5 separate regions of the Mus musculus genome follow, and all the other regions are linked to region 5. The links are chromatin contacts, called in public HiCAR-type and promoter capture Hi-C maps. All regions are on one chromosome and are shown on one strand. The core of a region is the stretch at or near the end of the contact, and the rest is flanking DNA. Distances in the headings are between cores, read along the strand shown.

What was found. Promoter capture Hi-C pulls out the DNA fragments that hold promoters and counts their contacts. HiCAR-type assays count read pairs that join an accessible place to other places. Capture Hi-C pulls out chosen DNA fragments and counts their contacts.
Region 1: a HiCAR-type map of Th17 cells shows a contact between it and region 5, with 2.9 times the contacts expected there. The contact joins the promoter of Hdgfl2 here to the promoter of Gpr108 in region 5. A contact is called at or near these places in 5 of 39 promoter capture datasets (the HPC-7 cell line, cranial neural crest, liver and 1 more), 10 of 484 Hi-C or Micro-C datasets (B cells, CD4 T cells, LSK cells and 7 more), 1 of 115 datasets of contacts at active chromatin or transcription factors (Th17 cells) and 2 of 9 other capture datasets (adipose tissue and liver).
Region 2: a promoter capture Hi-C map of adipose tissue shows a contact between it and region 5, with 2.8 times the contacts expected there. The contact joins the promoter of Zfp119b here to the promoter of Gpr108 in region 5. A contact is called at or near these places in 3 of 39 promoter capture datasets (embryonic stem cells, liver and pre-B cells), 6 of 484 Hi-C or Micro-C datasets (brain, cardiomyocytes, cerebral cortex and 3 more), 2 of 115 datasets of contacts at active chromatin or transcription factors (astrocytes and extraembryonic endoderm stem cells) and 2 of 9 other capture datasets (adipose tissue and liver).
Region 3: a promoter capture Hi-C map of liver shows a contact between it and region 5, with 4 times the contacts expected there. The contact joins the enhancer-like site here to the promoter of Gpr108 in region 5. A contact is called at or near these places in 4 of 39 promoter capture datasets (the 3T3-L1 cell line, cranial neural crest, liver and 1 more), 2 of 484 Hi-C or Micro-C datasets (B cells and cerebellum), 3 of 115 datasets of contacts at active chromatin or transcription factors (bone marrow-derived macrophages, cardiomyocytes and pancreatic cancer cells) and 2 of 9 other capture datasets (liver and macrophages).
Region 4: a HiCAR-type map of astrocytes shows a contact between it and region 5, with 2.7 times the contacts expected there. The contact joins the enhancer-like site here to the promoter of Gpr108 in region 5. A contact is called at or near these places in 6 of 39 promoter capture datasets (the C10 cell line, cranial neural crest, embryonic stem cells and 3 more), 3 of 484 Hi-C or Micro-C datasets (cortical neurons and palatal mesenchyme), 4 of 115 datasets of contacts at active chromatin or transcription factors (astrocytes, embryonic forebrain, forebrain and 1 more) and 1 of 9 other capture datasets (embryonic stem cells).

What each region holds. Positions count from the first base shown.
Region 1 is chr17:56,077,253-56,081,216 of GRCm38.p6, forward strand. It overlaps Hdgfl2 (HDGF like 2), which reads left to right and starts at 2,379. Exons shown (of 16, transcript NM_008233.4): 1 at 2,379-2,574. The coding sequence starts at 2,503. It also overlaps a transcript of Ubxn6 not described here.
Region 2 is chr17:55,943,523-55,947,256 of GRCm38.p6, forward strand. Zfp119b (zinc finger protein 119b) reads right to left here and starts at 1,737. Exons shown (of 4, transcript NM_146249.4): 1 at 1,650-1,737. The coding sequence starts at 1,652.
Region 3 is chr17:56,025,830-56,029,760 of GRCm38.p6, forward strand. The region is part of intron 1 of Sh3gl1 (SH3-domain GRB2-like 1); the gene reads right to left. Among named protein-coding and RNA genes, the nearest start is that of Sh3gl1, 8.8 kb to the right of the region's middle. Within about 2 kb of position 2,247, at least 48 of the 459 cell types and tissues checked have an H3K27ac peak or open chromatin away from gene starts, as enhancers often do. A contact at or near this core is called in cerebellum and liver, where this site is marked.
Region 4 is chr17:58,889,115-58,893,151 of GRCm38.p6, forward strand. The region is part of intron 8 of Pdzph1 (PDZ and pleckstrin homology domains 1); the gene reads right to left. Among named protein-coding and RNA genes, the nearest start is that of Gm33751, 53 kb to the right of the region's middle. Within about 2 kb of position 1,332, at least 15 of the 459 cell types and tissues checked have an H3K27ac peak or open chromatin away from gene starts, as enhancers often do. A contact at or near this core is called in astrocytes, where this site is marked.
Region 5 is chr17:57,246,328-57,250,184 of GRCm38.p6, forward strand. It overlaps Gpr108 (G protein-coupled receptor 108), which reads right to left and starts at 1,362. Exons shown (of 17, transcript NM_030084.4): 1 at 1,184-1,362; 2 at 437-556. The coding sequence starts at 1,309. It overlaps Trip10 (thyroid hormone receptor interactor 10), which reads left to right and starts at 3,124. Exons shown (of 15, transcript NM_001242389.1): 1 at 3,124-3,244. The coding sequence starts at 3,221.

The DNA of each region.
Region 1 (3,964 bases), core at 1,129-3,628, 1.2 Mb before region 5:
GGCAGGACACAAACCCTAGCCAGCCATCCTTCATCTCTACCTCCCAGAATTCTGGGCAATTCTCATGCTTCCCTCCTGAATACTGGGAGGACAGGCTTAAGTGAGCCAGTTCTCTGTCAATTTTTTAGGTCCTGAGACGTCCCTACAGCCTAGACATGCCACCTTTATTAGTTTTCCTTTGAGATCATACATAGATTAAAAAAAAACCCACAAGAATACAAACAGTTCTTTATGTGTGAGTCCACATAAAGTGGAAGCTCCAGGAACCCCAAGGACCAGACACAGTCCAAGATACGGAAGTCACGTGCTGGTGAGACGGCTCAGTGGGGTAGGAGCACTTGACTGCTCTCCCGAAGGTCCTGAATTCAAATCCCAGCAACCACATGGTGGCTCACAACCACCCGTAATGAGATCTGATGCCCTCTTCTGGCATGTTTGAACACAGCTACAGTGTACTTATGTATAATAATAAATCTTTAAAAAAAAACTTTAAAAAGATAGGGAAGTCACTAACCCTTCCTGGCCCCATTGGACATGGTTCATTATGGACCCTATTTTACAGCTAGGGAAATTGAGACACTTGGTATCCAATGTATTTTTTACTCAGCATGGAATAGTTTGTGACATTAAGTACAGTAGGTAATCAACACTGTCAATAAGAGAAATAAGCATCATGGGAATGGGGCTTAGAGAAAAGCTCATCTTCTCTAGCATGCAAAACACCCAGATTCCATCCCCACCACCACATAAGCCTTTGGGAAATAAAGTCAGGAGATCAAAAGTTCAAATTTAGCCTTGGGTACATAGCTATTCAGAAAGTAGTCTGGGCTAAGACCCAGTCATAAAAATAAACAACTACTAAGATCAGTATACATTTAAGTAAAGTAAATATGGCTAGTGAAATGGCTCATCGAGTGAATTACTTTCCCCGTAAGCCTCAGGTGAAAAAAAAATGAGTGGTGGGCTCCACAAAGCTGTCCTCTGATTTCTACACACGCTGTAGCATGTGCGTGCATGCCCACACATAGCACGCAGATTTGTTTTGTTTTGTTTTGTTTTTGTTTTTCGAGGCAGGGTTTCTCTGTATAGCCTTGGCTGTCCTGGAACTCACTCTGTAGACCGGGCTGGCTTCGAACTCAGAAATCTGCCTGCCTCTGCCTCCCAAGTGCTGGGATTAAAGGCGTGAGCCACCACTGCCCGGCAGCACACAGATTTTTAAGGCAGGGCACGGTGGCACACATGTTTGATCCAGAGCTGGGGAGACAGAGGCAAGAGTACATCTGTGAGTTCGAAGCCAGTCTGGTCTATATAAGGAGTTGTCCCCACCCCCCACTCACCAGTGAGGACAGCAGAGTGAGACCCTGTCTCCAAATAAAATTAAGAATAATTAAAATGGCTGGGCAGTGATGGCGCACGCCTTTAATCCCAGCACTTGGGAGGCAGAGGCAGGCGGATTTCTGAGGTCCAGGCCAGCCTGGTCCACAGAGTGAGTTCCAGGACAGCCAGGGCTACACAGAGAAACCCTGTCTCAAAAAAACAACAACAAAAAGAATAATTAAAATGCAAAATGTCAAAGTATAAAGGTGCTGTAAGTATAAAGTGAAAATATGTAATGTATTATAGACAACAAAAAAAGAAAAAAATTTTAAATAATGAAAGTAAACAAGTGAGCTCTGTCCCGCCCCCTTCTCAGCCCTGACCTTTCTTGATCACCGCCCCTTCCTCTGCCAACTCCTGGCGGGAGTTTGCTGAGTTCTGTGGAACTTGTCTTCATGTCCAGCCATTGGTCGAGCTATAGCCAATGGGCTTCATAGTTGCACTGATGCCCTTTTGGAAGGCTGTCGTTAATCCGTCTTCTACGCTGATTGGTTGTTTATATTTCGTCTGGCCGAGTCCAAAGGCCTGTTCAGTACTGTTATGTATGTTCCGGCCTCGCTAGGCCCCGCCCCATCACTGCTTGTCATTAGTTTCAGTCTTCCTTTCACCCACAGGCCACTGCCTCATGCAGCTCTTAAGCCACGCCCCTGTCAAGCCCCTGTCCGTTTTGCGTCTAATTCGTCTAATGCCCTTCACCCCGCCCCACATCCTGACTGCGAGCCACGCCCCTGAGCGATCCCCAACCTAAGCCCCGCCCATCATTCCTCTCTAGGCTCCACCCAGTAGCCGCTTAAACCTTTCGTCTTTTACCTCCGACACCCTCCGCCCCACCCACTGGCTCCTAGTCCACGCCCTTGGCTTCTGCTCCGTTATCCAATCCCGTTAACTAGCTCTGATCCAACCCCTCCCTTTATTGGCCCGCGCGCGTCTCTGTGGTCATGAGCGACGGCGACGGCGGCCCCTAGCCAAGGGAGGGCGGGACTTCCGGTCGTGCTGAACCCAATAAGTAGACGCCGGCCGGCGGCCCGTGCGGACGCCTCCGCCCCTCAGGCGTCCGACTCCCGCCTCTGACTTCGCCTCTCACCGCCGTTGCTGCTTCCCGCGGCCTGGGCCTCCGCCGACAGCATGCCGCACGCCTTCAAGCCCGGGGACTTGGTGTTTGCCAAGATGAAGGGCTACCCGCACTGGCCGGCCCGGGTGAGGCCGCGCGTGGAGTGGACGGGCCCGGCGGAGTTGGCGGCCCCGAGCAGAGGGGCCGCGGGCGGGCGGGCGGGCGGGCGCGCGCGGGGAGGCTGGAATGGAGGCTGAGGAGAGGTTGGGGCTGCTGGCTCAGGTGACTGCACTGTGGTTTTCTGGAGTTGAGGAATCTCCTTCCTCCGGGACCACAGTGCCTGGGGTCTGGTGCGTCTTCGGGGAGGTCCCTGGTCTGAGGGACTTGTGTTCCGCTGTTCCGGATCCTGGCTCTGACCCGTGGTCCTTTGGAATTGAGGTGTGGCAATGTTTTGGTCTGAGTAACCTGCATGGTGAGGTCCTGAGTCTCAGAGACCCACAGTCCTGCAGAGAACGGCCGTGGTGCTAGCCTTGACCTCCTCCGGAACCTGTGTCACTTGGTTTGGTGTCCAGGGCCTGAGAGACCAATGTACCAGAGGTCAGAAATGCGTTTAGGGGATCCCAGGGTCGTGGAGCCTGAGGGATGTAGTGGGGCTCAAAGGGTACATGGGCACGTTGGGATTGGAGTGGAAGGGTCAAATGATGGGAAGAGTCTCTTCCAGAGAGGCTGCGCGTGATGGATGGGGGAGCGGGATACAGCGGAAGGAAAGGGACCTTATCTCTATGACCTAAATGAGGGCAAGGGTTGGAAGAAAGCTTTTCTGGGGACCTGGAGTCCGGCCCTTAAAGGGATTCAGTGGGCTGTATGTAGCTTACCTGAGAACAGGCAGCTTCAAGCTGGAGGTAGGAGGCTTTGAGGTTTCCTGTTTGAGAAAGCTGGAGTCAAGCAGTGTAGATTTTTAGAGCCTGGGTGCGCAGGTGGTAGAATTCTGGCCCTGGCAAAAATTGGCACATACACGGAGACCCAAAGGCTTCTGCTGCCCCCAGGACTTGGGACAGAGATCACTCCAGGGCTGAAGTTAGCTGCATCCATGTGTCAGGACTGAAGGAATTTTTGTTGTGCAGATGGTGGCTAGCGTTGCAAGTCCTGGTGCACATGTTCAGTTGCATAGAAACAGAGTTTTGTTGCCTCTAGGTCTTAGTACAGAGGCTAGATTGGCTGTGTCTGCATGGGGGTGGGAATGGAAGACCATACGGCAGGGAGTTACCATGGGGATGCCAAAGAGCAAGCTCAACAGGAACCAGCCCAGGAGGTAACTCCTAGAGGTCAGGACCAGAGGGCCCCATAAGTTCCTGAGGTGTGGGACCGTTGGGAGAAGCAGCCTGGCAGGGCTCGGCAGGGCAGGTTTGAGGATGCTTCTGCATCTGGTATCCTGCATCCAGCCACCAGGGACCAGAGTTTGAGGAGCAGGCTAGGGAGGATCCAGCCATCCCCCGGCGTTGATGAGGTGGGTGGCTAAACACTGGGAAATCCCAC
Region 2 (3,734 bases), core at 487-2,986, 1.3 Mb before region 5:
TCTGATCACAGCTCAGATCATACTCAATTGGAATAACATGAGGCAAAGCAATACTTTGAGTCTGAGGACTGAGAAGGTAAAATAGGTAGATGACAAAGCGTGCCTTCCACAATACAATCTATATGGTAAGACAAGGATGGAATCAACTGTCTCTGCTTGAGGCCATGGACATCTATCTTCTATTCCATAACTGTGGGGAGGTCTACCTGCCTAGACCATGACATAGGTACCATCTCCTTCTATGTTTATGCCAACCTCGTAAAAGGGTATTTCTAAGGAAAAGGCTGTAGCACTTTACATTTAACCTTTGAGAAGATGGAAGATGGCCTCACCTTAGCAGGAAATGACCTAACCTTGAGTAGAAAGCAACTGTGTAGTATGCTGCCATCTTGGCTAGTATGCTAAAATATCACAATGCAGAATTTGAGCTATAAATTCAACAAATGCCCAATAAAAAGTGTCACCATTTTTGATACCAAAGGAAACTGATGAAAATAAGTAACCAAGAATGAAAAAAATAATCAACACACAAAACTGGACATATACTAAACACAGCGATAACCTGACATCAAAACCTCAAACAGCTGCAATAAAGAAAGAAAATATAAACAGCAAGAAAAAAAAATAAGCAGACAGATAGACAAAAGATAGAAAATATTTCTTCCAAATAGGGAAGAGACAACTCCTTTGGCTGGGATACAGGTTTTCTTAATATAACCTTCCTTACCTTGTCTAAGTAGAGATTAAACAATTGGAGGCCTGCAAACTCAGGGGTTTTTTGTTATGTTTTTTCTGTTTGTTGTTGTTCTTTTGTTTGGTTTGGTTTTGGCTTTTTCAAGACAGGGATTCTCTGTGTAGCCCTGGCTGTCCTGGACCTCACTCTGTAGACCAGGCTGGCCTCGAACTCAGAAATCCACCTGCCTCTGCCTCCCAAGTGCTGGGATTAAAGGCGTGCGCCACCACTGCCTGACCAAACTCAGATCTAAGTATGTATCTTTTCTCTGTATTATCCCTTGTTTCCCTCCCCACCCAGTTCTCTCAGGGAACCGGAAAAACCTGCCTGCACAGTACTTCCTGGGAAAGAATAGAGATCAACAGAACATGAGAACAAACTTAGACAGAAAAAAAAAAAAATACACAAGTAAAATAGAGTAAATGTTGATGAAAGAGACCAGGAAACCCAGTGAGCCTGGCCTTACTAACACACGTTACTGGACGGTCAAGGCATCTACAAGTCTGTGTCGATGGCAAACACTTTGCATCTGCACAGAGCTAACTGCGGACGGATCCTACTCCTGAACATCAAGTGCCAAGTGCAGAACTTGTAGAAGACACCGGAGAAACTAGGGTTCTCCATGTCAGCATATCTGCCTTCCCTGGACACAGGAAAAGCAGCTGAGGCGCTCACTGCATGGTGACGTCAGCAACAAGGATGTTTTCACTCCAGGACCCGCGCCCCACACTCTGCGCAGGCGCAGCCCGGGATCGAAGTCAGACGTCGCGCTTCCGCTCCGGAGGTGCAGGGACCTCAGGTGAACAAACGCAATCACGCCGGGCGGCGAGTCTGACCGCCGGTTCCCGCACCCCGGGAGGAACCCAACACAGTCTCCCGCGGCTCCTCCCCGCGTGGGGACGGCGGCCCCGCTCACCATGGCGTGGAGACCGAGCTCGCCCCGCTCTCCTCACAGCTCCCGGCAGCGGGTGGCAGACCAGGACACAGAACCACAAGAGCCTCCCTCAGACCCGAGCCCGAACCTTTAGTATTAGGGAACGGAAGTGCTCTCCCCATTCTGGCTAGCGGATCCATGCGGCCGTGATTGGCTAGTGAGGAATGAGTGACAGCTCCCCTAGACACCGAGGGCTGTGAAGTGTCACAGCACAGTGGTTCCCAGTCCTGGTCTCCGCTCAGGCACAGAACTGTCCCAGACGCGGAGAGACAGGGACATATCGCCACAGAACTTGCGCCTGTTAGCGTACAGGCAGGTCCACAAACCTACTCTCGGGGACCTAGCAGAGACTTCTGTCATCAGATGCCATCATTTGCTGATGCCACCAGGCGCGCCCGGTCTGTTTCAGGATGAATGTATCCACCTAAGCCACCGGAGCTCTCTCCCTACTCAGCAGGCCGTCTCTCTGTTCCCCGTGTGCGCTTCTTTCTCTCTCTGTCTGTCATGTCCACTTCTCTGCCTCTGTCCCTTCCCCAGGACCTCAGTCCCCCAACCCCCACCCCCAATAAAGTTTTTTTACACCAGATGCATGGCGTAATTTCTCAGGACACACTTCGGCTCGATCTGCCAAAGCTACTTCACCTTACTATATAATGTTTCCTAACAGCAGGACTGCAGTCGTCCCTGCTCTGCTGCACCCAGGAGGCTATTTAATCTAGGCACAAGGTCTCTAGCATACACAGATCACTAAACAACCTCAAGTGGAGTGATCCACCTGCCTCACAGCCAAAAGGGCACCCAGACTATCCAGGTCAAATTTAAACCTCCTGGTTGATATTCACCGGGCATCAACCATTTTTTAAAAAGACTCATCTAAATTGCTCACACTTCTCTCAGTTAAACACTGGTAGCCAAAACACACATTCCCAGCCTTTAGTGGTTGCACTGGCTCATCATGCCAGCACTTGGGAAATGGAGTCAGGACATCAAAAGTTTAAGCCTAGTATAAAGAGTAGTTCCAGGACAGCCAGGGAGGGATACACAAAGCAATCCTGTCTCACAAAAAAAAAAAAAGTTTAAACCAGCTTGGTCTATGAACCCAAACACCAACTATTCTGGCCCCCAAAGGGGAGGTGACCAGGGTGAGAACCTGGGAGGAGAAGACAAAAATAGAAAGTTTGGGGTCACTATGTCTTGCATAACATGATGGCTCATGTTAAGCAAGTTTTTTCAGATGATATACAGCTCTGATACACTATAGGTGGAGAATGAGACAGTCAGCAGAAAGATAATTTAGCAATGTTGGCTAGAAGGACACAGGATAGATACCTCATAGTGAGCACACACTGGCCATGAGACTGATACCCATGAGACTGATAACTGAAGACCGTGGTTCCTTTGACTCCTTCAAGATGCTTGCCCAAGCACCAGACCAGACCTTCCCAAGTCTGCTCTTGGAGAGGTCACAAAAGCAATGATCCCTTGGTGCTTTCATCGGGGCATCTGAGAAAGCCTTGGATAGGCCTAGCTCCCCAAAGACCCACCTCCAACCTAAACAAAAACACATATGAAAATAGGAACCCAAGAATCAATTCATGGACAGCTAGTGCTGAGAAAGAAAGAGTAGGAGAGATTGGAGATGACAGCTACATGATAGGGAATAATAAACTACTAATGGCACCAAAAGTTGATTTTTTTTAAAACCATAATTGAAACACCTTTAGCTAAACTACCTTTTGAAAAAAGGCCGACACAAATTGCTAATTTCTCACATGCATTTAGAGTCAAGAGTGGTGGTCTGTTCTTGGAATCCCACCACATGGAATGGTGAGTCCGAAGCATCACAAGTTTAAGGCCTGGTATGACTACAGGCTGTGTTTACAAAATACTTGGTTAACTTAGCCAGACCCTTCCTCAAAATAACTTTTCTATTATGCTCAGTGGATTCTGGCCACACATGGGAGGGGCTCTAGAATGAGTGCCCGGGTTTTTTTGTTGTTGGTTTGTTTGTTTGTTTGTTTGTTTGTTTGTTTTTAATGAAAGTAGAGCTACTACAACCAACATACT
Region 3 (3,931 bases), core at 997-3,496, 1.2 Mb before region 5:
ACAGTGGTGGAGCACTTGCCTCACCAGGCTGAGTGAGGCTCACGTGTGCTCGCTCACCAACAGCACCCCAGAACTTAGGCACAGTTTCAGGCCAGTCTGAGCCACAGACACTGCCTCCAAAATGAATGAATGAATGAATGAATGAATGAATGAATGAATGAATGAAAAATTAAAAAAAGAAAAGGAAGGGGAAGCCTCTCCTACACCATGCTAAGCTTCAGATGCTAGTGACACCCACCCACACATCTCAGGGTAGGGAGTGGACTGTGTGTGTCCTATCAACTGTAGCAGTGATAGCTGGGCTACCATGCCATGGTAGTAGGGATGAAGGAGGCTGGGAAACCCACATGTCCCCACAGTGGTCACCTCATCCTTTCATGGCTCACCTCAGAAGTGAGGCTGGGACACGGCTACCCCAAGGACACTGAGCACTGATGGATGCAGTGCCAACTCCTTTTAGTGTTCACAGGACCTTTCGTCTTGAGTTTATGGAGTAAAATGCACACAACCCAAGCCTGGCCCCTCCCCTGTGTCAGCAAGTATATCACTAAGGATGTAATACTGCCCAGCTTCAGTCCAGAGTGACAGCAGTGCCAAAACCTTCCTGCCCTCAGTCTCAACTGCACAACATTATTATGTTTGGGTGACATCTATGCTTACTGCCCTCTTCTTCCCACATCTGAATTCCAGTGGCCATGTGCTCTGTGAGTCACTCATACCTTCCTACAGAGGCTGCCCATTACTGGCCTTGTCAGTTAGACAGCACTGTACATATTTGGGATGCTTGGGTGCTTGTCAAGACACTGGCTAGTTAGAGCCACCCTGTCTAGGTGTTGCTGGTCTTACAATAACTATTATTTTTGTCTGTAAGGTTCAAGAGGGAAAAGAGATGATTGACCTAAGCACAAACACAACCAGCAGGTCATAGGAGGTGCTAGGCCCGACTGGGAGGGAGGAGTGGGCACCTGTGTGGAAATAGCCAGACAAGAGGGATGCCAGTGGCCTGTCAGATGAGCAAGAGGAACCCGGCATGGGACATAGTCCCATTAAAACTGCCAACACGTTCCTCAGGAGAGCACATGAAATTAGTCTCAGAGGTGCCCTACCTTCCTGCAACCCATGCCCTTAGACACTGTGAGCTCCAGAGGCACTGCAGGAAGGAGTTAATGAGGATTATGCAGTGCAGGACACCCACAGGGTTAACCTGGTCAATGTGTTTTGTGCATAAACCTGGACATATTGCCAGCTTCCTGAATGAACATTCAGCAGTGCCTGTGACCAGTGATTTATTGTCAGTGCCCAGGGGACAAGTGTACAGAGCTGAAGGTTGGGTCTGCACAGCACAGGAAGTGCCTTCAGTCAGTAACAAGGGCAAGGGCTCAGAATACTGGCTTCCATTCTCTAAAGGCCCAGATACTGATCCTGGTCCTTAGATCTATGAGTGTGCCCTCGTTAGGAACTGTGGGATCCCTAAAGCAAAAAGGCCTATGACAGAGACTGAAACCTCCTAACTAAGCCAGAACAAACCTCTCTCGGCAAAACTGCCCCTCCCAGGCATGTTGTTACAGTGACTGAAAGCAGAGTGAAGATGACTTTCAGAGGCCAGGTCCCACTCAACACATCTCTCAAGTCACCAGTGCAGGACCCTTAATTTGGAACGACACTGGACTACTTCAGTCACAGCCAACAGCAGCACACCAGCATCCTGACAGAGCTCAGCTTCTGTGGCCTGTGAGGCTTATATTTCCTCATCCTGGGACACAAGTGCACATGAGCACCATACTCAGGGATCAGCCTGAAAAGCACACGCACTGACTGAAGCCTGGGAGTGTGGAGGCGTGGAAGCTTCGAGGCCGCGGGGTCACTTGGTGAGAGGCTTGGGGAGCTGGGACCAGAAGCAGCATGGCAGCCTTTGATCCCACTAGGAACACAGGCCCAGGTGCCAGCTCTGTTGAGAGTGCAGACCCTGGGATGGCAGATGAGCTAGGAAGTATAGAGGCTGAGTGGCAAGAGTTCAAGTGATGGCCTTAGCTTCAGATTCATGGTGATCCCCCTGCCTCTGTCTCCTGAGTGCCAGGACCCATGCTTAGGCCAGCAGCCCTGGTTCTCAGAGAACAGGACTGACCATAGGCCTGGGAGCCTCCCAAGCTTTTTGTGGTTCGCCAGCTTGGGCAACACAACAGGGTGGCTGAAATATCACCCTCCCCAAGGGTTCAAACACACAGCAACAGTGGCTCTGGGCCTGGACAGGGTCACACCGATGGAATAACCTGGTTATTTTCCAGGCTAGGATCACAGATACCGATATGGTCACAGCAAGCAGGCAGGGCTCTCAGCCAGGGCACCTGCCCAAGGGTCAGCCACATGATGACCATGTACTGCCCCACTGCAAAAACAGCGAGACTTAGAGGTATCGTACCCCTCTGCTAGGACAAATGACAGATGAAATGGTGACAGCATCTGAGTTCACAGACAGCTCATTCACAAAGCAGATTTCCAACCACCACATATGGATAACTGGGTCATCATCTGCCACCTCCTGCTGACAGTGCCCCATGCCATCTCAAGGTCCCTAACTAACAGGACTTATTCTAGATGTCATCAGAAACAGCTTGTGCCTTACACTGAGGAAGGGAGGTGGCCCCTGTATCGTACAATCCTGGAGTACATGGGCCAAGTACAGCTTGCCACTCTGCTGGCTCTGAAGAACAGAGGCAGCGCTAGCTGTTAGTGTGCATGAGCACAGGCATAGCCTGTTACCCTGGAGAGGGTGGAATGGAGCCTCTCTGCAAGGGCCTCAGAGAGCATCTCTACTCACAGCTGGCTGAGCCCTAGCAGCAGCGGCATCACATACTGTCCTGCTGACAGCCAGCAGGACTGGACTGCAGTTGATTCCTGCTGGCCATGGTGATGTCTGGACACTCCTTAAGACAGTTGCCAGCAGAAGCCACTGACTGCCAACCCTTCCTCCAGGCCCTACAACCTCACTCCAAATCCTCAGGTCTTCAGTTGTCTTCAGACTCAGTCTCAAACCTGCAGAACCCTAATTTCCCTGAGACCATGGGGAAGCTGTGGTGTTAGACACCAGGGAGTTAAGATGAAACTGCCAAGGGCCAGGTGACTCCCAGAGGTGGTGTGGGGACAACACTGTTCCTATGATGATCCTTTTACTGTTACACAAGGCCAGGGGAAACTCCTGGGTGGGCATGAGTGAGCTTTGCACAGTTCTCCAACCTGCCACACTGGGACACCCACTGTGAACCAGAGAATTTACTCTTCACTCTCTCCCTAGGGTATCTGAAACTCCACTTACCTAATCATGGCACACAAAAACACCAAGACTCCCCTCCTACCTTTTGTTCCAGAGTTATGGTGATGGAGCCAGAGCCCCTGCCCATACAGGGAGGGGGCTTTACCCCTAGGCTACGCCCCCAGCCCCTCACTGGGGACTTTGGGGGCAGGGGCTCTGCCACTATGTCACACCCTGGAAGAATCCATTAAAGGCAGATTTAAAATGGAGCTTTAGGCTAGACATGGTGGTGAACAGCTGTGACCTCAGGACTTGGGAAGCTGGAATAGGACTGTGAATTCAAGTTAGGATGGATTAGAGTAAGACTGTCTGAAAAGGAAATAACTAAAACACTTCCTGTGAAGAGTAGTCAGGCTATGGAGTGAACAGGCAGCTGGTGAGGCTCCTGAGCTCCTGCACAGGTCCATATGAGTGCTGGTGGGCAAGCTGGGGAACGGCAACTGGAGTCACACTCAGTGCTGGGATAGGGGATGAGGGTGTGGGAGTGGTGGGTGCTGAGGAGTGGCTCCCAGACAGAATGGGAGGTCAGGAGGGACCTAAAAGACAAGGTGGTTCCAGATACTCCATAGGGAGTGGCAGGTAGTGTAACTACATGCAAGTGCATGAGATGCAGCCAATGCC
Region 4 (4,037 bases), core at 82-2,581, 1.6 Mb after region 5:
AGCACTTCATTCTTTTTAAAGACTGGATGATAGTCTATTGTAGGAGAGGTCACATTTTGTTTCTCCATGCATAAGTTGACAGATTTTTTTTTTCTGGTGTGGGGCTATTTTGAGTAGCACTTCTGTGCATATTTATATGCATGCCTTTGGCATAGAGGTGAATAAGCACAAGGGTATTCTTCAACATGAGGCATTACCTCATGCTTCTGTGGCACCTTCAAGGACTATGCTGTAATCTTCATAGCACCATTTTAGAGGAAGACTATTAGGTCCAGTCCTAGTATTACAGGGATGGCATAGAAGCAGAATATTACCCCTGTCTTCCATCAGTGGCTTTCCACACTGCATCTGTCAAATGTCTGCCTTCATGGATCACTGGGATATGAGAGACTGTTGGCTTTTGGAATCAATATTCAGTGCATGTGTTATTCAACACTTTGGTTACATAGTTGCATTTCCAGGCACATTTTAATGTTGAATTAGAAATAGAAATGAAATCTAAGGATCTTTGGTGTTCATTTGCTGAAAGCAAATACCCAGGGGGTCTGCCTTTGTGTGGACCTATTTTACAGACAAGGGGATTCTGGCCTTCATGTCAGTGTTGCTTGATTACTCAGGGAATGTCAGCATCCTTCCATATCCTTTGATGTAGGAGAACTCAACAGAGTTTACTCACAGCACACTATACAATCAGGATGAGAGCCTCTAGTCATTTAAGAGGTCTTCCCTGCTTGCTCAAGTCACATTTTAATGAGAAAAATGAACAACTTAATGGATTGGATTTTAACACCAGGGCTACTTTCTCTTTAGGCTATGCATCATGGCCAAGATTTCATTTTTAATAATCTCAGCTGTTGTATTCTGTCCCCCACCGATGAGCCTTCTGTGTCCCTGGAAGCAGCTGCAGTGACACTTTGATCATGGGGCATCGCAGCAGATGTGGCTTCTCCTGCAGCTGAGCTTTCTGTGCCTAGTCTTTTACCTCTATTTCACTGGTACAAGAACATTAAGTCCCTCTCTTGGTGAGATCCAGATGTTGAAAGAGAGACCCCACTCACTCTAATCCTAAAACTGCTGTGGCACTGCTCTCACTAATCAAATGGTTTCTAGAAGTGAAGAACAATTAAAATCCAGCTTGTCTTTTACTGTCAAGTCTGAAAACTGAATTCCTTAAGCAAAATTCAGTCTTTTAGCTTGACAATGACTATTACATGGTCTTTGTTTAATCCCTTCCCTACAGCTCCACCAAAAGTCCCTCTGAGCTCAGATGCAATGAAAAATTCTTCAAGGCTGCATTCGCCACAACTTTCTGTTCTTTTGTCCAAGGCACAGAAATCCTCTGACAGGGCTTTCTATTCCTGAGCCAGTTCACAGGTTCAGCTGCTGCCTGTGTGCAGGATTGATTAAAATAGCACGGTTGCTGAGGGGATTTAAATAGGAATTGTTTAGTGATGTCCAAAGGCTATAGACTAAGAATAAAGGAACTTGGGCTGTTTGTGCCAGAGGTCCTTGGTTAATGTTGGTGTTTTCTCTCATGGAAATAATATTTTTTACAGAACTAATTCCAAAGGCCAGGCTGTTGAGAAAAGAGAAACACCAAACTTTAATGAGGACAAGACCCAACTTAGAGTGAACACACTTGTAAAATAGATTTTTTTTAATGCAGAAGAACAAAGACAAGAACATTTGTGTGTTTGTGAGATCCTCTGTTAAAATAAATATACCTACAGATGCCTTTGAGTTTTTTGTTTGGTCAAAACTTTGGTTTGAAAGTGATAAAAATTTGGAGTTGCCAGTTCCGAGTCTTTAAAAAAAGCCAATCAAACAAACAAACAAATAAAACACACACACACAAACAAAAACTGAGAACACTGTGTGTATGTTTTATTTTGTCTGGAGGTAGAGCCCTGAAAAATCCAAAGACTTGTAAGGAGGCAGGGAAAGGCATCTTTAAACATGAGGAAAAAAATCATACTGTGTGAAGAAAACAAGAGCCAAGACAAATCTAGACAGAAAGAAAGCTGGTGTTAAAGGGAAACATCTCAGGAAAGGGTGAATAAAATGGAGAGCCAAGAAGATACAACACTGGAGAGCTGCAGCAAAGCTGAGGGGTGCCCTTCGGAGCTTTGTTAATGACACTGAGACCCTTTTTCTCTGGGTGACACTTTGAAGCACCTTCTCCCTGCCAGCAACTAAAACCCCCACTCCTTGATGGCCATGAGAAGATGCGAATGACCAACCATGCCCTTGGATCAGGAGAGCAGTAAAGGGTGTGGTGAGACAGAAGGAGGGGGTGAGGAACGATTTCATTGCTATACTTATTGCCATCATTGTGTCGTGGACAAAGAGAAGTTCTGATTCTTGAGGAACTATAAACTCCTCCCGACATTATTTAATAATATTTGTGTATCTATGCATTTATTTATTTATTTATTTACTTGAAACCAGAAAGTTAAATGGGCATGAAAATCACACCCTTGTTTATGAGTAATGAATTTCCCACTTGAAGCTTCGTGACTTTTGTTCTCTGGAAACAAAACAAAACAAACCCAGGAAGGTCATTTGACTGCCTCTGAATTGGCAGCCACACACCGTTTCAACAGAAGTGCACCCACCCAGAAGGTCGTTCACCTTTGCCCAGAGCTATGGCTCTTTCCCTGTTTTTTACAAAAATCCCTGGCTGCAGATGTGACATCAGCAGAGACAACTGGCTGCAAACTGAGAATTTTGTGCTGCCTTTTTCAGTTTGCCTGAAGTTGGAAATCAGGTTTTCAGTGTGATTAAATATAGGCTGACTGCACCATGTAGCTTCCTGGCAGCAGCAAGATTCCAGACCCCAGGAGGCCCTGGGAGACCTTGCAGGGAAATGAGCTTGTCATTGGACAAATCCTGATGCTGTGCCCAGAGAGACAGGTTTCTTCTGGAAAGTTAGCCAAAGGGAGGTTTGGCAACAGTATTTGAGTTGGAGCTACCCAAGCTCTAGAGCTTTGAAGAGAAATTTATGTTCTCAATTGAATTGCTCATTTGTTACCATTTTTCTTGGCTCTTAAATTGCCCTTAGAGGATAACTAGTACCATGCAATACTTACCATTACAAAAAGAGCAAGAAGAGGAAAGAGGAGGAGGAGGAAGTGGAAGAGGAGGAGGATGGGGGGAACTGGGTATGGTGGCATATGCCATGAATCTTGGTGCTCAGGGTATGAAGATGAGATTAGAAAAGTTTGAGGCAAGTCTAGACTATATAGAGTAGAAGGAAAACCTGAGACCCTGTCTCAACACCCACACTATTAAAATAAAAATGTCTATGAAACAGTGCAGTGGGTTTAACCGCCTGAAAGCTATGGGCACAACACAGGCATCTGCACCATAAGCTTTTAAATGAAATGCTTGTTTTAGAGGGTCATGTCTAAATGTAGTACACAATACTGCTCACTTATCCTCAAAGGATACATTCCGAGGACTCCACTGGATGCATGAAACAGCGAGTGTTGAACCCTGACTATAAGCCTTTTTCTACAAGCCCTATATGTCTGGTGTATCCAGCTAATACTAGACTATGTTGATCCCCCTGAGTTTTGTGTCACTCATTTCCATTAATACTTCTCTACATAATGAGTACAACAACCAGGACAGGGGAACTGATCAGTGAAATAATTATGACGTGACTTAGTGGTGGTAGTACATAAGAGTGTAGACATACTGCAAAAACATATGATTTATGTCCAGACTGGGTTGTAGTTGGATGATATCACATTACTCAGAAAGGCATGAGGTACAACGTGAATTTTTTTATGTTATTTCTTTGTATAAGGGCTCTACAGCCCGAGCGATTGACTTTGAACCTTATAATACACCTCTGTAATACCTTAAATGACTTGCTACTGACTTCACACTCACCCCGTGCCTCAATTTTTTATTTGCAAAATAAGGCTACTGTAAGAGGTGATCATGTGTAATGTGTTTAAGATAATGCCTGACATTTTGTACATGATATATAAATATTTACGCTAAGAAGCTCCTACCACTCCCAGACAGAG
Region 5 (3,857 bases), core at 112-2,611:
TTGGCAGATCTCTGAGTCTGTGGCCAGCCTGGTCTACACAGAGTTCCTGGCTATCTGGGGCTACATAGTGAGGCCATATCTTTTTTTTTTTTTTTTTTTTTTTTAAAGGACATGAGATTGGGAGGAGTTTGGGAAGGTGGGAATGGATTTTGGAGGAGTTAGGGGGAGAAGCGTGTATGATTAAAATGCATTATATACATGCATATATGTTACATATATACTGGCTGGCTAATTTCTGATCCTCCTGCCTAAGCCAGCAGGGACACTAAGATGACAAATCTGTACCCTCAAACCCAGACTGCATGAGACACTGTATTCATTCTTAGGTGACAGGTGGGGAAGGCTATGAGACTGGCCACAGATCACACCGGTGAGGGACAGAGCTAAGACAGAATCCCAGAACTTGCACACTGAGTCCTCCCATGAGCCCCCTCACCTTTGGCAACTTCTTTTCTGTCTCCTGGAGGCTGAGTCGCAGTAAGCTCAGCTCTACTTCCAGGGAACCATTGGTGTAGAATCCGAAGCTGTTCAGTTGGATGTCAGCTCGCTTCTCCCCCTGCAGGAAACCAAAGACACAGTGGCACAAGGGCACTCTCCCCACCAAGTCCAGCACGACGGCGTGTTTCCCTGAGCGTCTCTATACATTTTTATTCAGGACAGGAGCATGTGAGAAAGCCTTCCTGGGTACATCGTATTGGTGCTGGTGACATTTTCCTACTTCAGTCCGAGGCAGCTAGAGGGTGGGGTTGTGTGTCCATGGGGTGAAACCCTGGCAACCCCATGACAGTCCCCATATAGACGTGCACCACCCCGAGAGCGGGCTACATAGGCTGGTGTGACTAGTTTCGACTTTCCAGAAAAGTTTTCGATTCTATCTGGGCTAAATTTTGAAAGTAGTCTCCTGTCACTCCCCTAAGTGAATTCCAGGAAGATCCTACCAGGTGGTACCCCTTCCTCCCAGGTCCTATGGTTGTTACCAAGTGTTCCCTGAAAGTTTAAGCGCCAGGAGTCAGGGGTCCCAGGAGATGAAGCCCCGCCCTCTAAGCCAGGCCAACCCATTACGAGCACCGGGCGGGGAGACCCCGGGACGAGACCACTAGCGGCCTGCAGTGGGGGGTGCGGCTGCTCCATCCACCGGCGGAGCTATGGGGGGAGACAACGAGGCCAAGCCTGCGGGGCTCACTGTGAGAGTCAGCCGGTGGATACGGCCTGAGCAGCCGCTCAGCGTCAGCACCAGCAGCGACAAGTATCCCCATCGGCACTGCGTTGGGCTCTCGCCGCTGAGCCCCCTCCTCTCGCTCACTGCCATCTCTGGGGCTGCGACTGCCCCCCGAACACAGCCTCTGACGCCTGATAAGGCCTACCCACTTTTCAGCCAATAGTCGCACGACGTGGTCTAGTCACCCAATTAGCAACTGAGATTCTTTTGATTGTCAGAAGGCCTCCCAAATGGGCGTGCTTATCCTTTTCAGCCCCGGCTTTCATACTCTCCAATCGCTAAACAGATTGTCCCGGATGTAGTTTGAGGAACAGGACGATTCACCAATGATCCAGGAACCCATATCCGTCCCTTAAAGCGGAATTCCTTCAGCAACTCTTAACGGTCCAAGACTACATTACCCAGAATATAGAGGGAGCAGATCCGTGCAACGAAGCATGCATAAACTACATTTCCCAGTATTCCCAAGGACGCACTTCCTCTCCCACCCCTCACTTCCCCGATACCCTGCTCCCGGCCAGAAGTGGAGACTTAGTCAACGTACGCGTCTATGAGCTTACCTTGTTTCAACTTTGCTGGGCCACCGAAAAGCCTAAAATTCTTCGCACTATGCTGATCTCTAATCCTCGGCTGAATGCCGCTGTAGGTCCTACCTGAAGACTCCGCCCTAGGCGTAACCTTGCAGCAGCTGAGTTCCCTACTTCAAACTGAAACATAGGCTCCTCAATTCCTACTGAGTCCTCAGATCTGGAAGAGTCCCAGCTGCTGGATCCTAGTTGTAGCTTGCAACTCTTAATTAGATTGCTGACCCTGGCGCGAAGCTTCCCACCGTAGTGTGATACCTTTTTCGTCACTGGGACTCTGAGTCCTTCTCCACCCTCCTCCACCATCCCTCTACCCCACTTTACATCTCAGAGCTTAGCCCACAAGCCACCAGCAGGTGGGGCCAAGGCCTATTGGAGCCTCAGTTCCAGCACTGGCTCCAGGGCGTCTTTCCTCAGAAGTCTAGACTGCTCTTCTAGCTGCAACACAATGGTGTTTTGACACTTGCGTAGCGGCGGAGAAAGCACCTACAGCCAGGGAGAGTGGGGTGGGAGCCAACAGGGCCTCTTCCCTTTTATCCGGGAGCCTTAAGGGGGTTTACAAGGCGTGAAAGGACTTTTATGATTGGGAGGACCCGAAATCCTAAGCCCCAGGGTCCCAGAATCTAGAGGCAGTTCTGATTTGGGCCTTACATACTGAATGAGGCTGGAAAATGTGTAGTCAAGTGCAAGTGCGCGGTGCTGTGCGTGCATGCGTGTGTGTGTGTGTGTGTGTGAGTGTGTGCCTAGCCCAGAACGGTGCCCAAAGGACAACCTGTCCTCTGTTTCTCAGAGGAGACTCTGGCGGGAAGGAAGAGAAGTCAGGATGCGGTGGTGTTGGGGGGTGCTAATGGACCTGGCCTTGGCTGGATGTGCATCCTGGGCAAGATCGAAGTCATCCCATCTCTGTGGCCGGAGGGAAACAGACTATTAGTGAGACGAAATGGAGATTTCTGGAGCCGAGTAGGTCCCCGCAAGAGCCTAATGACCAACCACAGATTTTCCCTGCCATGGAGTGGGGACACGTGGGAAAGACTGCTTGGATTTGGGGTTTTGATCTCTTGACCCTTTATAAAAAAAATGCGAAGTTGAAAGGAAAGGATGAATAGTTTGGGATGGCAGAGGAGAGAAATATGGGGTACAAATTTTGAAAATTAATCGAGGCGTACTTTGAGGTGGCGCATGGCCCTTTAATGGGGGGCGGGGCATCATCTGGACTCCGCCCTCAGAGCCCCCCGCTGGGGGCTCGGCAGAGTAGAGGCGTGGAAAGGCACGAAGGGGCGTTGTAATCTAGGCTGGTGGGCGTGGCCTGGCGGCGGGGCGGGGCGAGGTTGGGCACACTGCCCTGGGGCTGAGTCTCCGGTGGAGGGCGGCGGAGACCCGGGCAGGAGGCGGTGGCGTCCTGGGCGGCAAGAGCAGCATGGATTGGGGTACCGAGTTGTGGGTGAGTCTTTTTCCCCAGTTCCCACGGTTCTCCCTTGCTGGGGTCCTGGCTTCTCCGCTCTTTGTCCCCGAAGTACCTTAGCCCGGACTCCACGCTTTCCCTTGCAGCTGATCCCTTGGGTCCCCGCCCTCTGCCCTCCGCACTCACTCAAAAGTTCCTTTGGGACTTTCAAGACGCCCCGAGGACGTAGGGATACTTTGCCCAGGACCCGCATAGGGAAACTGAGGCACAGAGTTGAGAGGAAGACCATCTGAAGAAGTCCCTGGACCAGGCCAGGGAGGGGGGACAGCTGGGTGAGGTCACCTATTTTGAGCGCCCTGGCCTGGCTTGGAGGCTAATCTTACGGCCCCTGGGTCCCTGCCCGTCGCCCGCCTGTCCGGCTGGGAGGGGGAGGGGACCCTTTGGTCACCTTCTGTCCCACGTGGGGCCTTACCGGGTTCCTTCCCCGCTTACAATTGGAACGCTGAGGGGGAGGGGAAGGGGCTATAGGACTCGGCCCCGGGCGCTGGGCGGAGCCACCCCTTACCCGCCTCTTAACCTCACCCAGGAAGCCCTAGAAGTTTCCCTGAATCCTTGTCGGACTATTGACCCCTCCTCTTTCTGGAGGCGGTGC